Linked DNA regions of Mus musculus: regions 1, 2 and 4 are each linked to region 3. Evidence: chromatin contacts called from public promoter capture Hi-C data. All regions are on one chromosome and are shown on one strand. The core of a region is the stretch at or near the end of the contact, and the rest is flanking DNA. Distances in the headings are between cores, read along the strand shown.

Region 1 (4,829 bases), core at 1,821-4,320, 2.3 Mb before region 3:
GCCAAGCTCTCCATTGTCCCTATTTGGAGAGGCTACTGGGGAACAAGACTAGCAAGCCCCACAATGTCCCATGCAAGGTGACAGGCCACTGTGGCTCTGTGCTGGTGCATCTTATTTCTGCCCCCAGAAGCACTGGCATTGTCTCTGCTCCTGTGCCCAAAAAACTACTAATGATGGCCAATATTGATAAGTGCCATTAATCAGCCAGGGGCTGCACTGCCACCCTGGATAACACTGCCAAGGCCACCAGTGGTGCAACCTCCAAGACCTACAGCTACCTGACCCCTGACCTCTGGAAAGAAACTTTGTTATTCAAGTCTCTTTATCAGGAATTCACTGGCCACCTTGTGAAAACCCACACTGGAGTATCTGTTCAGAGGACCCAGGTTCCATCTGTGGCTATCATATGAGGGTTTTTATACAAGAAAAATAAAGTGAATTAAGTCTATTTAAAAAAAAAAAGTCCTATAAAGAAAAATACTGGTAAAAGTGCTAAAGGAAAAAGAGGCCAAGAACCACTTTTCTTGGGATGTGGCTTTGAAAATACATGTTTTGTTTTCATATAGAGAAGGCTGAAGAAAGTATAAGCACTCTGAACAAAGAGCTGATGTATCTATGGCTTCACCAAGTCTGAAGCCAGAATGACTGAATCAAGACAGTGCGACTGGGAGTCAGGACTTCATTCAGTAATCAATGAAGAACTGGTTTTAAGCAGAGGACACGGCAGTGTCGGTATTCTCAGACCACGGTAGCAGAAACGTAAGGGAGGGACTAAAAGGAAGACAGAGCAACCACGGGCTCTTTCAGCTCACCAGCAACAGCATTTCAGTTCAAGCCATAAAGGGAAGAGTAAAGGGTGAAAAGGTACATTGGTTCCACACTGAATGTGCTGGGTACAGAAAGCAGAATTCCCGCACACAAATCCTAGAGACCAACAAACTGTCTTCGTTAGCCCTACGAGGACCAGAATGGACTGGAGTTCAGATCCAGGGTTTATACTTAAGTTTGGAGGCCACAAGGATTTTCTCCTGGACAGATCTGGCCAGCTCCTCCTCTGTGTCTCCTTCTCATCACAACTCCCTGACACTTCTACTTTCACTGGCCCCGCAACTACATCTTCAAATAGTCACTCAATGTGTGCTGGTGTATCTACAGTCTCTTTACTAAATGCAGACACTGTATACTGTTGTCAGTATCAGGCCCTTCTGGACAAACCTTATACCACCTTACAGCACACTGCCCAACTGAGGAAATGAACCACATGAAAGTACATACAAGAAGCCACCACTGTCACAAACTACACAATTTCAAAAATACCTAATCTACCTAGCCATTTATTATCACTTTAATAAGATCATTAGTTTTAAATGTTGCCTTAAAAAGGGAGCCTGCAGCCGGGTGTGGTGGCACACGCCTTTAATCCCAGCACTCGGGAGGCAGAGGCAGGCGGATCTCTGAGTTCCTGAGAAATAAAAAGAAGGGCCGGGGGAGCTAACACCCAGAGTTCAAGATCACTCTCATCTCCACAGGACATTAATGAGGCCCATCTAGGACGCATGAGAAGATAGGAGCTTAAAAATACACAAGGATGGTTCCGAATGTTCTACTGTCTACTCTGGTCTTCCTGTGGTTCTAATGCAGGTAGACACAGATTTGGCTCCCAGCACCCACAAGGTGGCTCACACCCATGCCTAACTCCATTTCCCGGGGATTCAATGCCCTCTTCTGACCCCAGCAGGGCAGGCACCCCATGTGCACAAGCAAACACTGACATACGTAAGAATTAATGGACTGACCTTCTTAAAAGATGCTTCCTGTGGGCTTGGAGAGATGGCTTAGCTGCTAAAGGCTATGCTCACAACCAAAAGTAAAAGATGCTCCCTGTAAAATCCTGTAGTAAGTACTGCCACCGCAAGCTGCCAGTACCAATATATTTTTGATTTTTACTTACATGTGTGTGTCTGTGTGTGTACATGTTAGTGTGAGAGATGTGTGGTCAGAGGGCAAATTTAAGGAGTAGATTCCCTCTTTCCATCCTTAAGTGAGTTCTGCATGCTGAGTGTCTCTGCAGTCTCATTATGATACACACACACACACACAGAGTTCGTGTTATGCACTGAGCCCGGGTTCTTGAGATTGTTAGCTGCTCATCGGTTTTTTTGTTTTTGTTTTCTTTTTCCTTAACGTGTATATTCATAAAACATGCGTCTACCATACCTTCAACAATCCTTTAAGGAATGATGAAGCTGACCTTTGTGTCCCCCTCCCGGAACTTGTTCTGAACTGCTGAGATGGGACTGGGTAGTTTGCTTTGGGGAATGAAACCGCTTGCAAACATTTATGTCTAACGTGAGAGTGCAAACAGTCTCCATGTTTCAACTGGTCCAGGAAAAGACTAAAAATCCCCACTATCCAAAAAAAAAAAAAAAAAAGTAGAGCAGGTGCTTCCTAACTGGGACGTACAGTAGCACCATTTTATAAGCTGGTACTCTCGGGTCTGGGTAGGAAAGGAAAGGGGCACTAAACTAAGCGACGGACAGGAAAGCGACGGTGCAGGGGGAGGAGCCCACTCAGCGACACGTAAACCAACCAGATCCCGAGCGGAAGTTAGGAGCTCCCCCGGGTGCAGGCCGCTGTGGGGTCCGGCGCTGCGGAAACCGCCCTGCCTGTAGCTGCTGGGGTCGCCTCGCTGGGTCACTGGGTCTCCGGGTCAGTCGGAAGCAGACGAAGGGACAGTGGCACCGGGTGGGCCGACTGTTTCCTGGGCGTGCTCAGGCCGCGCCAAGGGTAGAGAAGCCCCGGGCCCCAGGGCGGTCCCTGCAGCGACTCACCTTCATGGGGTCCGCCAGGTAGAGCTTCTCGGCCGCCCGGCTGAACTCCTCCCAGGTCTGGAACTGAGGCATCGTGGCTTCAGGCAGCGAGGAACAAGGCCGCGAAGCGAGTCACGGCGCTGTCGCCCCGGCGGCCCGCCGCTCTCCCGCAACCGCCCACAGCGCTGCACTCCGGCGGCGCAAAGACGGAGGCTCACGAGCGCTCACGCCATTGGCCAGCCTCGGCCGCGCGCCTGTCCAATGGGCAGGAGGCGTGATGTCGGGGGGCGGGGCCTCCGCTCTGAGAGGTCGGGAGAGGAGAGGGCGGCTGCCACAGCGCCGCCTGCAGGGCTGGAGGGGATAGTGCCTGTGCTGCCTTTCCAAAGACTAAGGAGCTCTGTGACCTGGTACCCAAGTCACAGTCGTGGTGATGACAAGGCGCAGCTGTCACACTCAAAGCCTAATCAAGGAGTTGGGGAGACATAACGGACGCGCAACCAAAAACTTTCTGTGGTAGACTTTTGTATCGGGTCAGTGGAACAAAAAGGAGCAAGGCTCCCAGAGGTGAGACAAACTGAATAGGGAGTAGAGAAGGGCGAGACCTCTAGGCACATTTAAGATCTGCAGTGTACGTGTACTTAAGAGGAACAGTAGTGTTCAAGGGAATGGAGGAAGAGAAGAAGCACAGAGAGAAGGAAGCTACACTGTGGCATCTGCTAGGATACGAAATTTGAGTCTTTCCCTCAGGCAGAGTGTGACACAGGACAGCTTTTAAAAGAAATTTTATTGGGGTATATAGTTTATGTGTGCAGTAAACATCGGCTTTGAGAATATACGATCATGGATTCTGAAAAAAATACATATACACACACGTCACACAGCCACAGAGCATATACCTACTTGCCTAATGTCATAATCAATATATGGGGGTATTTTTCACCTCTAGAAATTTCTTCATGCCTCCTTGTAATTCATTTCCTCTGTCTTCACTCCTGGCCCCACGAATGTTTACTCTTACTAAAAATTACATCCCCCTGTCCATTGAGCTGCTTTTTCCCCCTTCCCTTCTCCATCTTGCTCTGCCCCTCCTCAATCCGGGCCCAAAGGTTTGTTGTTGTTGTTGCTGTTGTTGTTTTTATTTTTTGTTTCTCATTACAGATGGTTGTGAGCCACCATGTGGTTGCTGGGATTTGAACTCATTCATGACCTCTGGAAGAGCAGTCAGTGCTCTTAACCCTGAGCCCTCTCACCAGCCCCCATTGATCAGCTTTAAACAGTTTTGTTGGGTTTTTTGTTTTGTTTTGTCTTGTATTGTTTTGGGTTTTCAGTGCTAAGGATTGTGCATTCTAGACAAGGTCTCTGCCACTGAACTTAGCCACATTCTCCTCCCCATCTTGCCTTCCTCTTCCCTATCTTTTTCTTTTCTTTTTCTTTCTTTCTTCTTTGTTTGTTTGTTTGTTTGTTTGTTTTTCAAGACAGGGTTTTTCTGTGTATCCCTGGCTGTCCTGGAACTCTCTCTGTAGACCAGGCTGGCCTTGAACTCAGAAATCCGCCTGCCTCTGCCTCCCAAGTGCTGGGATTAAAGGCGTGCGCCACCCCTGCCCGACTTCTTTTCTTTTTCCTTCTTTCTCTTTCTTTTTCTTTCTTTCATTTTTTCTCTTTTCTTTCCTTTCATTCATTTTCTTTCTCTTTTCTTCCTTCTTTCCTTCCTTCCTTTTTTTCTTTTGCTCTTTCTTTTTCTTTTTTTATGTCATGAGTTTGCGGAAAGTCCCAGCTATTTAGTCCAAGGCCAAACTGGGCTACTTAGAAATAAACAAGCAGGGCTGGAGAGATGCCTCAGCAGTTAAGAGCACCGACTACTCTTCCAAAGGTCCTGAGTTCAAATCCCAGCAACCACATGGTGCCTTACAACCACCTGTAATTAGATCCGATGCCCTCCTCCGGTGTGTCTCAAGACAGCAACAGCATACTCATAATAAATAAATAAATAAATAAATAAATAAATAAATCTTTTTTTTT
Region 2 (5,278 bases), core at 1,147-3,646, 2.0 Mb after region 3:
CCACTACGTCTCTACTCTCTCCTTCTCTCTGCCTCTCTCTGCCTCTACTACCCTCTTAAAACCCCCCCCCCCATGCCCTGAATAAACTCTATTCTATACTATAGTGGTGTGTGTCTGGTTCCTCAGGGGGAAGGGATGCCTCCACCTGGGCCCACTGAATAACCCCCTTCCTCCACACCCTGCCAGAACATATTCTTATAGCTCTTTCTCTTTTTTATGGTCACAACAAGGGGAATGTTGATAGGTTTCCTCTTTTGGCCCTCAAATTGGCCTTAGCAAGGACTCCCAAATGAGTAGTCAAGCATGTGGGATGATTAAGAAGTACTCTGGATGGCCAGGCACTATCAGGCTCTAGAGACTTGTGGCAAGAATCCAGAAAAACAAATGACCTCAGTTCTCTATTGCTGACTCCTGTGGTTTCAAGGCAGTTGGCATGGTTTAACCAAAGTGGAGAGACTTTTAAAATGGCTACCAAGGGGGGGGGGGGGAGAAGTCAGGACCAGGAGAACAGAAGTAGTAGATCACCGTTCATGTCCCAACTGGTGATCTTGATTCACTGTGTTACCTGTGCTCAGAGGTCTTAGTATAGCATAGATTCTCCGTACTTAATGATAAGACCAGTACTGGTACAGTAAGTACTCCTATTATAATCACACCTGAAACCCTGCCCACCATAGAATTCAAGCAGAGACTGGTCTGATTAGTATATGAGTAGGAGAACTATGCAATGTAAAACTGGACTTTATAGATGCTCGGTGATCAGGACACTGGGAGACAGCACACAGGATATGATTCTATGCCATATGGATTTGTTTGTAATGGTGAGTATTAAATCCTAGGTCTTACATGTGCTAGCAAGCAATGAGCTACATTCTTTATTATTAGTCTTTTTTCAAAGCAATTATTTCCTTTACCAAAATTTAATGTCACAGTTTGGGTTGCAGTGAGAACATTAGATCAGGGCTGGAGAGGCAGCTCAGTAGTTAGGAGCACGTGCTGCTCTTCCAGAGCATCTGGATTCCCTCTTTAGCACCTGTTGTCTCAGTGGTTCTCAACTTTCCTAATGCTGTGACCCTTTAATACAGTTCCTCAGGTTGTGGTTGCCCCATCCCCCAACTATACAATTACTTCACTGCTATTTTATAACTGTAATTTTGCTATTGTTGTGAATCATAATGTAAATACCTAACAGATATGACATCTGATATGCAGTCCCTGTGAAAGGGTTGATTGACTCCCTAAGGGGGTCTCAACTCATAGGTTGAGAACAGCTGTATTTTCAGATGTCTCACGACCACCTGTTGCTCTGACTCCCAGGGATCTGAGGCCCTCTGCTGGCCTTCAGACAGACAGACAGACACACAACATGGTATGTGACCTCTCACACACAAATAATATAAATAAGTAAATAAATACATAGATAAACCCACATTAGATAGACAATAGGCACACTCTGTAATCAGTTACAATTAAAACACTGAGAAGCACCTAGGCTTACTCAATCTGCAAACTGTCCAAAGTACCATTTTAACGCCCATGAGAGGAACTGATAAGCTATTTAAGAGTTCGAAGGTCTGGGGGGCGAATAACTCAGTGGTACAGTATTCGCATCAAATTACAAGGTTCTGAATTTGATCTCCAACACTTCAACAGAGAAAAAATGGGAGAAGAGAAATTGTTTTGTAGAACGAACGTATTTTACAAAATATTGTAAACTTTAAGGTTGTGGGGATCAAATAACCCAGGTACATTCGGATATGACATAGGCAATTGACTCATCTTTGTGCCCCAGATACTGTAAAAATGGGAAGAGTTAGGATGCTATCTCTAGATTTCATTTTTACTGCTTTTAGTTTGCACTTTTAGTCCCTTTTCAGTTCTAAATTTATTCGGCTCCACTCCAGCCTCCACATATTTTTAAATCCCAGTTTACATTTTGTAAGGGTATTTCATTCTTTAAGATACCCAAGTGTTTAGACACAGAAAACCAAATTGGCTTTTAGAGACCGAAACCAGCCAACCCTGACACTGTGGTGCCATGCCTTGGCCATCTCACAGAGCATTGCATGCTGGGAATTGTAGTTCCACACTCTTTCACCCCCTTCCCTACCGCGAGTTTGAAAGGCCAGAGGCTGGTGGGCGGGCACAGAGGGCGGAACTCTCCGTTAGCCCCGCCCCCTGGCCTCCGCTCTCGCGCGGTTCTCCCCGGAGCAGCGCGCCAAGCCGGGGATGGGGTGTGGCCTCCGCCCTGGGGTGGCGGCAGTTGAGGCCGTGGCGCCTGCGGGCCGCGCAGAGGCTTCGGCCTGCGCCAAGTGTGGTCCCGCCCTGAGCGGGCGGGCGGCGGAGCGCGGGGCGGGGCCTGGAGAGAGGGTGGCGGCCCTCGGGGCGGGGGCGGGGCCGGCCTCTGGCTCCTTCTTCCTCCGCATGTGGCTGGTGGCGGCGCAGCAGTTGGGTTCACGTTCCGTTCTCCTGCCCCGTCTCCTTAAGGCTCTTCTGCCCTGCCGGGAGCCATGTCGATCTCCGAGAGCAGCCCGGCGGCCACCTCCCTGCCCAACGGCGACTGTGGCCGCCCCAGGGCGCGGTCCGGAGGGAACCGGGTGACTGTGGTGCTGGGAGCGCAGTGGGGCGACGAGGGCAAAGGGAAGGTGGTGGATCTACTGGCGCAGGACGCCGACATCGTGTGCCGCTGCCAGGTGAGGGAAGCCGGGCCCTTTCTGGGACGGCCGGCGCGGTGAGGTGTCACCTTGAGGTGCGTCCCTCGGGCTGGGAGCTGCGGGGAACCCCTGCCCTGGAGTCTCCGGTGACGCTCCGGGTGACTCTGGAGGAACCTGGAAGATGCGCGATGTTGGAGCTGCATTTCGGGGTCTGGGGACTGGGCTGGCGGTGCGCCGCGGGCAGAGTTGAGGGAGCTTCCGCCCGAGGCCTGCTCGGGACTCTGGCTAGACCCGGCCAGGCCCACCCGCCGGCGCGGACTAGGAAGGGTCCTTTTCCCCAATTTCCCTGAAATCGAGATTCAGCACTGCATTACCTACAGGCTTAGGCACGCAGAACCTCGCCTCCATCGGTCCACTTTGTTGATAGCAGAATCCGCTACGGGGCGATGAGACTGTTTGGGGCCCTCCGGTGCTTTTGTTTGTTTTTTGTTTTTAACTCGTATTTCATAGACTACTATTAAGGGGAGATCTGTTTTTATTACTCACCGGTCCTTAAGGAATCCCCAGTAAGTTGAAAAGTGAGTGTGAGGCAACTAAATACGGAGATTTCAAGTCGGATAATTTAGAAATGTTTACAATGCTTCGGTAATATAAAAAGTTGACTTTCAGGAAATCCAGTGTTTCCTACCCGGAGACACGTGGGTTTTAGTGTTAGTTTTTTTTTTTTTTTTTTTTTTTTTTCTTATTAGTCATTTGCTTTGAAGCAGCCTAGAGGGTAGGCCTTTGAAAAAGGCTCTCAGAAAACTATCATCCCCGTTTCAGAATTCAAAATAAATGAGCAGTTCCCACATTCAAAACAAGGTGCAGTGTTGGAAGTTAATGGTGGCGTATTTAGATTGTAAGAATTTTTTTCTCCCTGAAGGTACATGGTTTTGTGTGGGGGTGCCTTGTGGTCTAGGCTAATCGTGGAAAGCTTTTTTACCTAAAATTGAAACGTATGAAGAAACCGGCCTGTAAAAGGCCAGGTGCTTTGACTTGGGTCATCTTTTTACTGTGTGTGGAGCCCTATTGCTCCAACTGCCGCTTTACCACCATTCTTCAATTCACAGGGTTCTTTCACAGGTTCTTTCTCTTCCAGCAGCTTGTCTGGCAACATGCATATTTAATGGTGCTCTCACAGGTGTTGGCCTGGAATCTGACTCGCCTAGGAGGTGATCCAAAGCCCAGCCTTCACCTTTCACTTTTAAAATCAGATCTGGTAGCTGGGCTGAAGATTTAGCAAAGCGCCTAAACTCTTGCGGGGCAGAAGGATGGACTTGAGGACTGCTTGCTTTTTTACTTGAAAATGTGCACAGGTCCAGCTGCGTCGAGGAGTAGTGTGTGGTTGTACAAAGCCGTTGTGGCACTTCTCTAAAAGGGTTTCAAAATAATAGACCTTTAAAAAGTTATAGAATCAGTTTGTAGACTGTCGGTGTTACTATGTTACCAAGAAAGTGTTCTTGAGGGAGGTCATGTATCAGTCTGATCTGATGACTCTGGAATCCCCAGAGGAAAGATTGAGGAGGAGGCCAGCCGAGAAGTAAATGGTCAGACTTCTCACTCTTATAAACTCCTTACTACTTACATAGTCCTTACATTTTGTTCTTGTGTGCTTTAGAATTTTTACTAATCTCATTAGCTGTAAGAAGGTAAAGAATAGACTTTAAGCATCTATCTTCCTTCCTTCCTTTTCTTTTTTTGAGACAGGGTTTCACTGTATTGTCCTGGAACTCAAGCTGTAGTCCTGGGTGGCCTGGAACTGCCTCCCAAGTTCTTAATGGCACCATTGACCCTGTAGCATTTCTCTTTTGTGATGATTCATCTTTGTAACTAACTTACTTGACCAGCATTAGTAACTCAGTATCTACTTAATGAAGTTCTCGTAGTTACAACACTGAAGATAGTGGAATGTATAGAGTGGAGAAAGACATTTAGGGCTTGGATTGATTTTTGAGTTTATTTCATAATTTGGGTTTTAGGTATAAAGAAAAAATTATGTCACTTACAGGAAAATGGATGGAATTAGAACATTTTGCTAAGTAAGACACACTTAGAAAGACAAATGTAGTATGTTTCCTCATCCAAAGGGAAAATTTTAAAAAGACAAGAAAGAACTATCTGGAAAGAGGAAGGAGAAAGGAGATTGGGACAAAGAGTGATGAATATGATCAAAGTACATGATCCATCTGTGTTAACGTGTCAGAATGAGTCAACCATTTGTACAGTCACTATATGCTAATTAAGTATATATTCAAACAGGTTTATATTAATAAAATGTATCCTGTGTTAGAGTGTACATGCCATTTCTCCAGAGAGAGAGAGAGAGGAAGAGAGGAGTGTGTGTGTGTATTCATTCCATATTTCAAGTAGAATCACAAAATAATTCCCTGACTTAGAAAACAGCTTGAAATGTTTTTAAAGGGGCATTTCCACTGTTATACATCTTAATCAATAGGATTTCTTTTGGGGAAGAAATAGATGCAAAACTAATGGCATTTTCATTATTGGAGCACTGAAGGCCTGTCTTTTGCTTTAGGATCATAGACAGTTATTTATAAATGTGTAGGTAAATAAGTGTGTAGGAC
Region 3 (5,272 bases), core at 1,450-3,949:
AAATAGGCCAGGTATGGTTGGTTGAGGTTTTTGATAGTTGATCACTGAAAACAAAAAACAAAACAAAAAACCAGTCTGTTGGTAATGACAGAAGAAAGATTGAAATCTGAACCATCATATATTGGTCTGGGTATTAGGTATGAAGGAACAGATTTTTAAATTTACAATCTAAAGAATTTTCAAATTATTTAATTTTCTTTATTACATGTGTATTTTTGCCTGTGTGTAGGCCTGTGTATCAATGGTGACCATGGAGGGCAGAAGAGGGTGCTGGATTCCTGGAACTCAAGTGACAGATGGTTGTGAGCTACTATGTAGGTGCTAGAAATCCAATTCTGGGCTGGACTGTGGTGGCACACGACCTTAATCCCATTTCCAGGACAGTCAGGGGCACACAGAGAAATCCTGCCTTTAAAAACAAAAGAAACGAACGAAAAGTCCAATTCTGGTCCTCTTGAAGAGCAGCCAGTACTTTGAACTGTTTTGTTGTTTTGTTTTTGGAGACAGGGTTTCTCTGTGTAGCCTTGGCTGTCCTGGAACTCATTTTGTAGACCAGGGTGGCCTCGAACTCAGAAATCTGCCTGCCTCTGCCTCCCCGAGTGCTGGGATTAAAGGTGTGTGCCACCACGCCCAGTTCTTTCCACCCCCACCCCTGGACTTTTAATCCTCAGCCTAAAGAATCTGTGTCAGTCCTCTGTGCTCTGTGTCAGTCCTCTGTGCTCTGTGTCAGTCCTCTGTGCTCTGTGTCAGTCCTCTGTGCTCTGCAGATGATTAACGAACAAACGCCCAAAAGGTCACCTGATTCCCCAGTTACTAAGCTCAGTGGTAGAATTCCTGGGCTGAAAATCCATCTTCTTCTTACTACCAAGGAGTCTGATATGGAAGGAAATTTGTTCCAAAGGATGGGAATATAGACAGAAGAGGAAGGCAGGCAGGGATGGAAACTAACATGGGTGTAGGACAAAGGCAGGTTTTCTGTTTGAAAACAGAAAATTAGTTCATAAGAAAGAGGGATGGGGGATGTAGTTCTGTTGGTAGAGTACTTGTTTAGCGTTCATGAAGCCTCGAATTTGATCCTAAGAACCACCTAAAACTGGGAAAGGGGTGCATGCCTGTAACCCCAGCCCTGACTGTCATCCTCAGTTACACACTGAGTTTAAGGCCAATGGTGCACATGAGACAGTCTTCACACACCCCATTCACTACCAGCAAAACAGAACCAGACCACACAACACTTACTGCAAAATCTTGTCTAACTTCTTCCTCTCACAATTTAGAATAATACCTTGCGCAAACTAGCACACTTTTACATCTTGCAGTGAATAAAGAAAAAGTCACAAAGATAAACAGTTTATTTCTAAGAGGCAGCTTTATCTCAAAAATTGTGCAGAGAGAGAGAGTAGTAGAGACAGGCTTTCCTGATTAAAGCAGTCTACTAATGTCTTCTCCTTCTCTCTTCCCCCTTCTGTTTGTTTGTTTGTTTGTTTGTTTGTTTGTTTGTTTGAGATAGGGTTTCTCTATGTAGCCTTGGAACGACTATGGAGACCAGGCTGATCTTGAACGCACAGAGATCCTCCTGATTCTGCCTGTGCTCTTACAACTCAGTAATAAAGACACATTCTATTTCATTTGTTTGAAAATTCTTTGGTGCTGGGTCTAGCTTCAAAGAGAGATACTGATAGTCTACAGAAGAAAGCCCAAAGATGAGCTCCAAATGATAGTCTAGAAATGATACAGTCTAGAAATGATACAGTCTAGAAATGATACAGTCTAGGGATCTTGATTGGATCTGTTTTCACTGATAGTTAAAAGAATGAAAGGGTGGTTCAGGTCTTTAATCCCACGGCTCAGGAGACAGAGGCAAGAAGATCTCTGTGAGTTTGAGGCCAGCCCCATCTACTAAGAGAGTTCCAAGATAGCCAGGGCTGTTACACAGAGAAACCATGTCTAGAACAAACTGAAAGGAAAAAAAAAAAAAAAGAACTGTTAAGACTAGAAGAGTTAAAAGGCAAAGCACAACAAGCAGTAGCAGAATTAGCAGTTAAAAAGGCGTTTATTGCAGGCAGTAAACACACAGAGAAAAAGACCTTCTACAAAACAGAGAGGGGATTTGAGAAGCTGAAAAATCCAGTCTCTTCTTGAGGCCTGGGGGTTGTAAAACCTCTAAAACCTCCCTGACCTACTTTAGTGTTGGTCAGTTTGAAGGCAGAAAGGATGGATGGTTGATCGGTCCACTACAGTTGTGTAACGTGTTCTAATCAGGCTTTGAACTTATTGAACCAGTCCATCAGCAGGTGACCTGCAGGTAGATGATAAAAGCTTGCCAGGTTTTTGTCTCAAATCAGGAGGTTAAAAAAAGCTGGCCATCTTGGAAATTCGCCATGGCTCATGTCCCTGTTTGTCTACTAAGGGTCTGCCCAACTCCTCGTCTCTCAATACTAACAAATCGAAAAGAAAACATAGGTTTGGCATAATGGAACCTACAGCTTCGTGCATGCCAAGCACGAAGCTCTGCCAGCAGAATTACCCAGCGTCAGATATATGACAAAAGATTAGGCTAGGCGACCTGAACTCTCTGCTTTTTGAGAAAAAAAAAAAAATGAGAGTAAGAGTTTCTCAGTAAGTCTGGGTTTTGTGTGTGTGTGTGCGTTTCCTTGAAGAGTTGGAGCACAGAACGGAAAAAACGGAGGCAAGAGCAGCAGTCATAGACGGAAAGATTATCGCTTGGCTGCCAGCAGGAACCGCCACTAGATTAGGCCGGCCCTTGCTCCGCAAAGCCGGACACGCCCTACACTACGCCCAGCGCACAAAGCCCTATGGGACTTGTAGTCTTTCGCCTATCTGCTCCTAGGAGGCGGAGAGACCCTGCTGTACGTAAATGAATCTTTCTTCCCGGCGTCGTCTCGGTTTTCTCCCTTTGCGAAAGGCCTAGTAGGGAAAGTTTGAAAATTCCCGCGGAGTCGGCGCCAGAGGCCGGAACCCTCGCGAGAAGTCCGAGCCCCGCAGCGCGATCTGCGATCGGATCCCCGCCCTGGCCACGATCCTTCCCTGGGCGGAGAGGCTGTGTGTGTGGGGTTCGGGCAGTGCGCCCGGGGTAATGCGCAGAGCGCGGCCCGAGCGGTGCCAGCCCAGTAAGTCGAGTCGCCAGCGGGGAGGACGCGGCGCGGGCGGTGGGACGAGTTCGAAGCCGGGATTGGGCGAAGGAGCACCCGGGGCCTGAGGGGACCGGCGAGAGACTGAGCGAGAAGCGGCTTCCGCGGGCCCGGGGCGCGCGCCGGGCCGTGTCTCCCGGGAGATGCTGTGACGGACCGCACGGAAGCAGCGACGCCGGGGCCCTTGGCGGCCTGGCCCGCGGGCTCAGGTAGGGTGGGGAACCGCAGGCCCGCGCGCCGAGGGCGGGGCGGCCGGGGCGGCGAGGCCCGGGGCCTAGGCCGGGCGCACCGCCTCGCGGGGAAGCGGCGTCCGCGAGCCGCGACCGGTGCGGCTCGTTCCAGCGCTCGGGCGTTAGTTACATAACCCTGGCGGCGGGTGCCGGCACATGGCCGCAGAGTCGAGCCTCCGGGCTCGTCTCCCGCGCCCGCGGGCGGGATCTCCGCCCCCCGGGACGAGTCTGACTCGAGACCCCGGGCCGTCAGGGTGTAGCGGAGCGATGGAGACCTTTGTGGGGCGTTCCCCGCGGACAGCCGCGGGCGCTCCGAGTCTCTCCGGCGTTGGCGTGAGCTCCACATGGTCCTGTGCTTGGCTCGGGTGAGTCCTGGGCGGGGGAAAAAGTTTCACTCGCGAAGCGGGCCACAGGGCTGAGTGGATCTGGTCCAGGACATCTAAGAGAACCGTGTCCGGAGCTCATCTGCGAGCTGTAAGGCCCATGACTTTTGCCTTTGGTTGACTTTTTGGAGAGTCGACTCTGCTTTTTGAATTGATAGGTACACACATGGTCCTTTTGAGACAGGTGGTTTTTGTTGACTTTGTGGAACCTTTCTTTTTGGTACCGTGAAGAATCACATCCAGGTCCTCACACATGTCAGGCAAGCGCTCCACCACTTGAGTTGTGTCCCCAGCATGGGATCTTGTGATTTTTCGGTTCCTAAAGCAAACGGCAGCCATTCTTAGAGGTGTGTTGTTATAGGAAAGTGAGCGTTGTTATTTTTGTTTATTTTTGATGCCAGTGATCGAAGCTACCACCTCGAGCTTATTAAGCTCGAGCCCCGCCACTGAGATCTAACCAAGTCGCTGAGTTTGGGTGCTTTTTTTTTTAATAGACAGTTGGAGACATTTTTTAAAGAGCGTGGATTCTTTAGAAGAAAATATAATTTGGTTTTTGATATACTAAAGAATCTGTGGGCTTTAAGAACTGTCTTTAACTGTCAGCCTCCCAGAAGACAGACGTTGTTGGGTGAATTTACCTATTTCAAGCGGTGATGTTTGTGCTATGGGGAGACTACATTCCGTGATTTAGTTTGTAGTTTTAGTGGTTCTGAGGATGGCCTCGCACATGTTAGGCGCAGAACCTGCTTCTGAGAGGACCTGCTCTTTACTCTTGAGAGACACTTATCACTTTGTAGCCAGGGGATCCTTGAATTTTTCTCTGTCCTTGCCTCAGCCCAGGGAATAACCGGGATTACAGGTGGGAACCACATAGTAATTTAGTAGTAAAATGTTACCAGTTTGTAAGGCAACCTAATTATTTGTAAACATTTAAAGTTGGAGCACAGATCTCCACTTAACAAATAAAGCATAGATCCTAACTTTATTTTTTTTATTATTTTATTTTATTTTTGGCTTTTTTTTTTTTTTTTTTTTTTTTTGAGACAGGGTTTCTCTGTATAGCCCTGGCTGTCCTGGAACTCAGGCTGTCCTCGAACTGAGAGATCCGCCTGCCTGCCTCTTCCTCCCGAGTGCTGGGATTAAAAGCGTGCGCCACCACGCCAGGCTAAGATCCTAACTTTATAAATCCAAGAATGAAGTGTTCCTTCTCTAGGTTAGCTTAAAGGTCTCCGTAGCATGTCTATTCTAATCCAGCCTTATTGCACAGATTTTCTTCTTTAGCCACACAGAATAAGACAAGCCCTGGGCTCATAATATTCTTGAAAAGGTGTTTAATGTTGGGTGCTCATCTTTTGAGGCATGTCAGCTTAACGTTTTAAAATCCTCACATTTCAAATCCTGCCTCTAACTACCACATTATTTTTCAAGACAGCCTAGACTGTCCTGGAACTCACTCTGTAGACCAGGCTTGAGTAGATCTGCCTGCCTCTGCCAACGGGTGGCTGTG
Region 4 (5,114 bases), core at 1,701-4,200, 2.0 Mb before region 3:
CACACATGGTGGATGGGTGGGTGGAGACTGTCTTTGGGAGGAGGAGCAGGGTCATACACTGCTGACACAGTATTCCGAATCAGGACCTGACCGCCTCTTGAGATATACAGTAGGTTTATTTTTCTCACTTTTTTATTTTTGGTTTTTCGAGACAGGGTTTCTCTGTATAGCCCTGGCTGTCCTGGAACTCACTTTGTAGACCAGGCTGGCCTCGAACTAAAAAATCCCTCTGCCTCTGCCTCCGGAGTGCTGGGATTAAAGGCGTGCGCCACCACGCCCGACTGGTGCATGGTTTTAATGCCAGCAGGCAAGCAGATCATTGTGAATTCAAGGCCTACTGAGAGGCTCTACATAAAGAGGGTACAAAACAAAAAAAGCAAAGGCCATTTAGCACAGTTGAAGAAAACGCCAGCAGGACCAGCGGCAGCAGCAAGAGACACCCGAGGTATAGGTTTTACACATCCACTAGGCTGGGGGAGAATTTCCCTGAAGGAGAGCTCCGATGCTTTTTGTCTTTTGTCTTCTTTCCCTTCAGACAGGATTTCTCTGTGTAGGTTTTATCCACACTGGAGGAAGCTCAAGGAGATAGAACCCGGCTTTCTGGAGGACACCCAGGACAGTTGGAGGACACCCAGAACACAGTTTCACAGTCAGCAAGCTCACTGGTGAACTTAATGGGCACAGATACAAAGTGTATAAAACGTATTTCCTATGCTCTATGAGTATGGATGCCTGTGGCACAGAGCCCTGTGTGTGGCAAGTACTTTGTGAAGTTTTCCTGGGATGCTGCACTCTGGAAAAGAGAGGAACATTCTAGAGTGTCAAAGGAAGGGCCGGCCAGTCTGTGGAGACTTCTGGAGAGCTGGTGAGGTGGGGTAGATAAAGAGCAAGCCTGGGGAGGTCCAGAGACCACCACATCTGTTCAGATTCCAGCAGGCCAGGGTTTCTGCATGGCTGTCCCGTGTCCTGCTGAAGTTGGGATATTTTTCTGCAGAGAAGTATTTCTGGACTCTGAGAGCATCCAAACATATTTTTAGGCTTACTTCTTAGCTAACAGTCAGAGAAAGGGATCTTTAGGATTGATTTACCAGGGGCTGGGGTGTGGCTGGCCAAGGGTAAAGGGTTTATGCTCCACCTCTAGCTTTTAAAGAAAAAGATGAACTTGGTAGTTTAAACAGGCTGCAGTGAGGCTACAACTCACATCTAATTGCAAATTATGCAACCATGAGATTTAGATAGAGAAAGACCCAAAATCCATTAAGAACTTACTGATATACATGTGGTTAAAAAAACAAACAAACATTTCATCTACCTGAATGTACTGATTACAAATGGCAATTTCGTGAATCTGAAATAAGAGAATGTTATAAGGAATTATTGCCAGCTGCGTTTCCCAATGAACAGCTGCATCTAATTTTCACAATTAATTAGTAGGTCCGGATCCATGTCCTTACCTCTTCTAACTTATTAATAAAATTAAAAAATTTAAAGTTAAATGTTAAGGAAAAGCAGGAATGAGTTCTGTATGTACCCATGCCTTGCACACACAAACATCTTTAGTGAATATAAGGTATGATGTTGAATTCGTATACAGGCTTATTTGTGTGTGTGTGTGTGTGTGCAAGTGTATACATGAAGGCCAAAGGTTAGTGTAAGTTGTCTTTCTCCAACTGCGCAACATCTTGCTCTTTGAGACAGGGTGTCTCACAAAATCCTAGCTGTTACCAACTGAGTCCAGGGAGATCTGTTTGTCCCCAGCTACCTCTGTCCCCTTCATTATAGTTACAGCCTTTTGAGAGCACCTTCCTCTTGTTTTAATTTTAGTGCTGAGGGTCTCAAGTGCTCACAAAGTTCTTATTCTTTCAAGGCAGGGTTCTTTATCATCTGAGCTGGCTCTCCAGCCTCACTGGCCTGGTCCTTTTGAAGAAACTATAAACCAAAGTTTACAAGGTTTCCCCGCCTCTGGTCTTTTATTTTGTAAGTGAAAATGCTTATATGTCCTGTGGAGGGAACCCAACGGAACCTTGGCTCTGGGTTTGAGGAGTGAAGGATGTCTTTGGTATTAGTAGAATTTATCTCAAACGACATCCTTCCCATGGTGTTTTCCTGTGTTATTTGCCGCAGGACTCGGAGTAGGATTCGTCTTTAAGAGCTGAAGCTTAAGGGATTTGCCAAACTTTACGTTTAGAGGTTTCTTGATGCACACATCTGTGGTTTAGATTTCCACCCAGGGCAACCCCAACGGCAATGACAAATCAAATCGTGGTGAGCACTCTTTCTTAGGAAGGGCTCCGAGGCACGCACTTACTCACTCGTTTGTAGCTGAGAAGGTGACAGCGCTGTGCACCTGAAGCCACGCTGCGGATGAAAAGACTTATTTCAGCCTTGCATCTGAACCCACAGTGCTTCCGAGGCAGGAAGACACTCAGATGTATTTAATAAGGGATGTTGGAAATACCTTTAAAAACAGCACGGCGAAGTAGGGAGCTTTAACGAACTGCTTTGAACTCTCAACCCGAGAGGAAGGAAACAACCAGTGGTGGCAAGTGTAAGGGGGGGGGGGAGTTTGGGGGCTCCGGCCTGGGCCTGCTGGGGTCGGGTCCAGGCGGGACGCGAAGCCCGCGGGCTTCGGCCGTGGCCGGACTAAGCGCGCGGCCCGCTGGCTCCCGAGGTTACACACGGACCGAGAGCCGGGTGACAGCAGCGGACGCTTTTGCCTGGCGTCGCGCGAGCTTCACCCTCCTCCCAGACCGCCGGCCTAGATCGCTCCGCAGGAGGGCGCGAGCCAAAGCGCGGCTTGGTGCCTGGGCTGCGGAGATAAACCGGGTGGGGACGCCGGACGCTCACGAGCGGGCGGGCTGGACGCGCCACTGGCCCTCGACCAATCGCCAGCGCCGGCGATGATTCAAAAGGTCGAGGGACCAATGGGGAGCTCAGGGCAGCCTCGCTAGGGGCGGGACCTCGGGGGCGCGAGAGCGCGGCCGGCTGTGTCGCGCGCGGAGTCGCCGCTGGCTGCTGGTGACTGTCCTGGAGTGGCTGGAGTTCCCGCCGGAGCGCGGCCAGGTGAGCGTCGGCGCGGGACTCCGCCGCGTGTGGAGAGCGGGTTCCCCGGGGCGGCCGGCGAGGCTGGGGCCGCGCGGGCCGGAAGTCGAGCGCGGGTTTCGGATGGCGGACAACCCCCGATCCCCGTCTCGGACGCGCGCGTTGGGTGCCCCGGCCGGGCCGGGCTGGGCTGTGCTCGCCGCGGCTTCCCGGCCCTCGGAAAGCGGGCGGCCTTCGGAGGAGGGGTTAACCGCCTCTGGCTCCTGCCAGGGCGCCGTCCCGCCTATCCGGGCCTCCTGAGTGCTTCTGCGCGGTGACAGCGGACCTCGCGCCTCCAGCAGCTTCGAGGGCCACTCAGTGCGCGCTGGGGTGCGGAGGGCCTGCTCCGGGGCACTTCGGCGATGGCGGGCTGGCCTGGCGTTGCGCCCGCCCGCCCTGTGTAGCGCACTTGGTGTGCTAGGGCCGTGGCTCAGGTGCAGGAGCAGGACTAGATCTGGGGCTACAAAGTAGCAGCTGCTCTGAGGGTTAGAAGATGGGGCTACAGAGAAGCGCGGGATGGAGGACCTAATACGGACAGAGAGGGTGATGATGAGCGTTGACTGGGGAGTTGGGGCGGGAGTGAGTAAGGACTGTTAAGATTAGCGTGCTTTTGGGTATTAAGGGAAAAGGCCACTCTGCCAGGACAGCCAGCTTTCTCCTGCACGGCTCTGAAGGGGCACAGACCCTGCGAACGCCTTCCTGTTTGCGTTTTGCCTAGCAGGCCTGTGCCGGCTCAGGTGTTAAAGGGTAGCTGTGAGCCACCATTTGAGCTTTTTCTTTCTGCCACATTAAGTGAATTTGGGAGAGGGGGGGAAACGATTAAAGATCTTAGTAACGCACCGGAGCATCGTAGAAAGAAATCGGCCACACTGATACATAGTGTTATATTGTACCATAATATGTGAGGCGTTCAGTGCCAAATGACCCTCGGGTTAGCAAGAATCTGGGTTGACAGGAAAAAAGCCTGAGGATTCTTGAATTTCTGCGGTATGTGGTTGAGGGTACAGTTTAGCGAGTGACTTTTCTTTGCAAACAACCTGTTTGTTTAGGGAAGCCTGTGTGCGTCTCTTATGCGTTACTTGGGTGCATAAGAATACACGGGAGTCTGGAGCCTCCTTGTCCTATCCAGTATAATTATCTCCTGTTGGGCAATATTTTGGGATGTGTTATGTAGTTTCCACTGACTGTGTGGATCTTGTGCAAAGTGGCATTCATATCTTGTTGGCAGCCCATTTTTTTTTTTTTTTTTTTGTCTCCTAAGACAAGGTCGTTCTCCACATGCTATATAAAATATCACCATCAGTGTCAGTTCATGGTTTGTGTTGTTGTTGTTGTTTGTTTTTTTGAGACAAGATCTCTGCACAGCCTTTATTGTCCTGGAACACAGTGCAGGCTAGGCAGACCTTCAACATACAGAGGTCTGTTTTCCTCTGCCTCCCAAAGAATGGGATTAAAGCCACCATGCCCTGCTAGTCTCAGTTCTTTTCCTCCCTTTTTTTCTGGGGATCAAATTTTATATTACACATTATAGGCATATTTTTGAAAAATTGAGGCTCAAATATCTACTGGGTGCCTTGATTATGTATTACCTACTATTTAATAAGTAATAGAATTTTTTTTTTTTTAAACTTTGACTTGTGTTCTTTGTTGGACTCATAGTTAATGTGGTGTCTTCAAGATGCAGTAGAGAAACAGCAGTGAGTCTAGGGCCATACCATTCTAATCCTCTGGATTTCATCAGATCTCTGAAGCCAAACAGGATCAGACGTGGTTAGTACCTGGATGGGATGAATGGCAAGGATTGGATGCTTCTGATAGTTCAGAATAAATCTGTTCCAGGGCCTTTTAAAGATGCAGGCGGTCCCCAAGCCACAAAGTGCTCCTATTGCAAGTTTTTGAAGTGTTGTTTGAGATCCTACTGGCACCTTCATATAGAAAGACATTGTGGGCTTTCTCAAACTTTGGAAAGAGTAGGAGAACCTAATTGATCTGGGGAGGAAGAGAGGTGGGGATTCAGAGAAGGAAGCCCAGCA

What was found. Capture Hi-C pulls out chosen DNA fragments and counts their contacts.
Region 1: a contact with region 3 is called in a promoter capture Hi-C map of liver, with 2.4 times the contacts expected there. The contact joins the promoter of Srp9 here to the promoter of Ahctf1 in region 3. A contact is called at or near these places in 1 of 39 promoter capture datasets (pre-B cells) and 1 of 9 other capture datasets (liver).
Region 2: a promoter capture Hi-C map of liver shows a contact between it and region 3, with 3 times the contacts expected there. The contact joins the promoter of Adss here to the promoter of Ahctf1 in region 3. A contact is called at or near these places in 1 of 39 promoter capture datasets (pre-B cells), 2 of 484 Hi-C or Micro-C datasets (B cells and CD4 T cells) and 2 of 9 other capture datasets (adipose tissue and liver).
Region 4: a contact with region 3 is called in a promoter capture Hi-C map of liver, with 3 times the contacts expected there. The contact joins the promoter of Lbr here to the promoter of Ahctf1 in region 3. A contact is called at or near these places in 1 of 39 promoter capture datasets (pre-B cells), 1 of 115 datasets of contacts at active chromatin or transcription factors (large pre-B cells) and 2 of 9 other capture datasets (adipose tissue and liver).

What each region holds. Positions count from the first base shown.
Region 1 is chr1:182,122,978-182,127,806 of GRCm38.p6, reverse strand. Srp9 (signal recognition particle 9) reads right to left here and starts at 3,070. Exons shown (of 3, transcript NM_012058.3): 1 at 2,832-3,070. The coding sequence starts at 2,903. Gm33725 (a long non-coding RNA gene) reads left to right here and starts at 3,041. Exons shown (of 3, transcript XR_373761.4): 1 at 3,041-3,374. It also overlaps the pseudogene Gm17968.
Region 2 is chr1:177,793,627-177,798,904 of GRCm38.p6, reverse strand. It overlaps Adss (adenylosuccinate synthetase, non muscle), which reads left to right and starts at 2,396. Exons shown (of 13, transcript NM_007422.3): 1 at 2,396-2,693. The coding sequence starts at 2,511.
Region 3 is chr1:179,801,442-179,806,713 of GRCm38.p6, reverse strand. It overlaps Ahctf1 (AT hook containing transcription factor 1), which reads left to right and starts at 2,699. Exons shown (of 36, transcript NM_026375.2): 1 at 2,699-3,361.
Region 4 is chr1:181,840,237-181,845,350 of GRCm38.p6, reverse strand. Lbr (lamin B receptor) reads left to right here and starts at 2,950. Exons shown (of 14, transcript NM_133815.2): 1 at 2,950-3,063.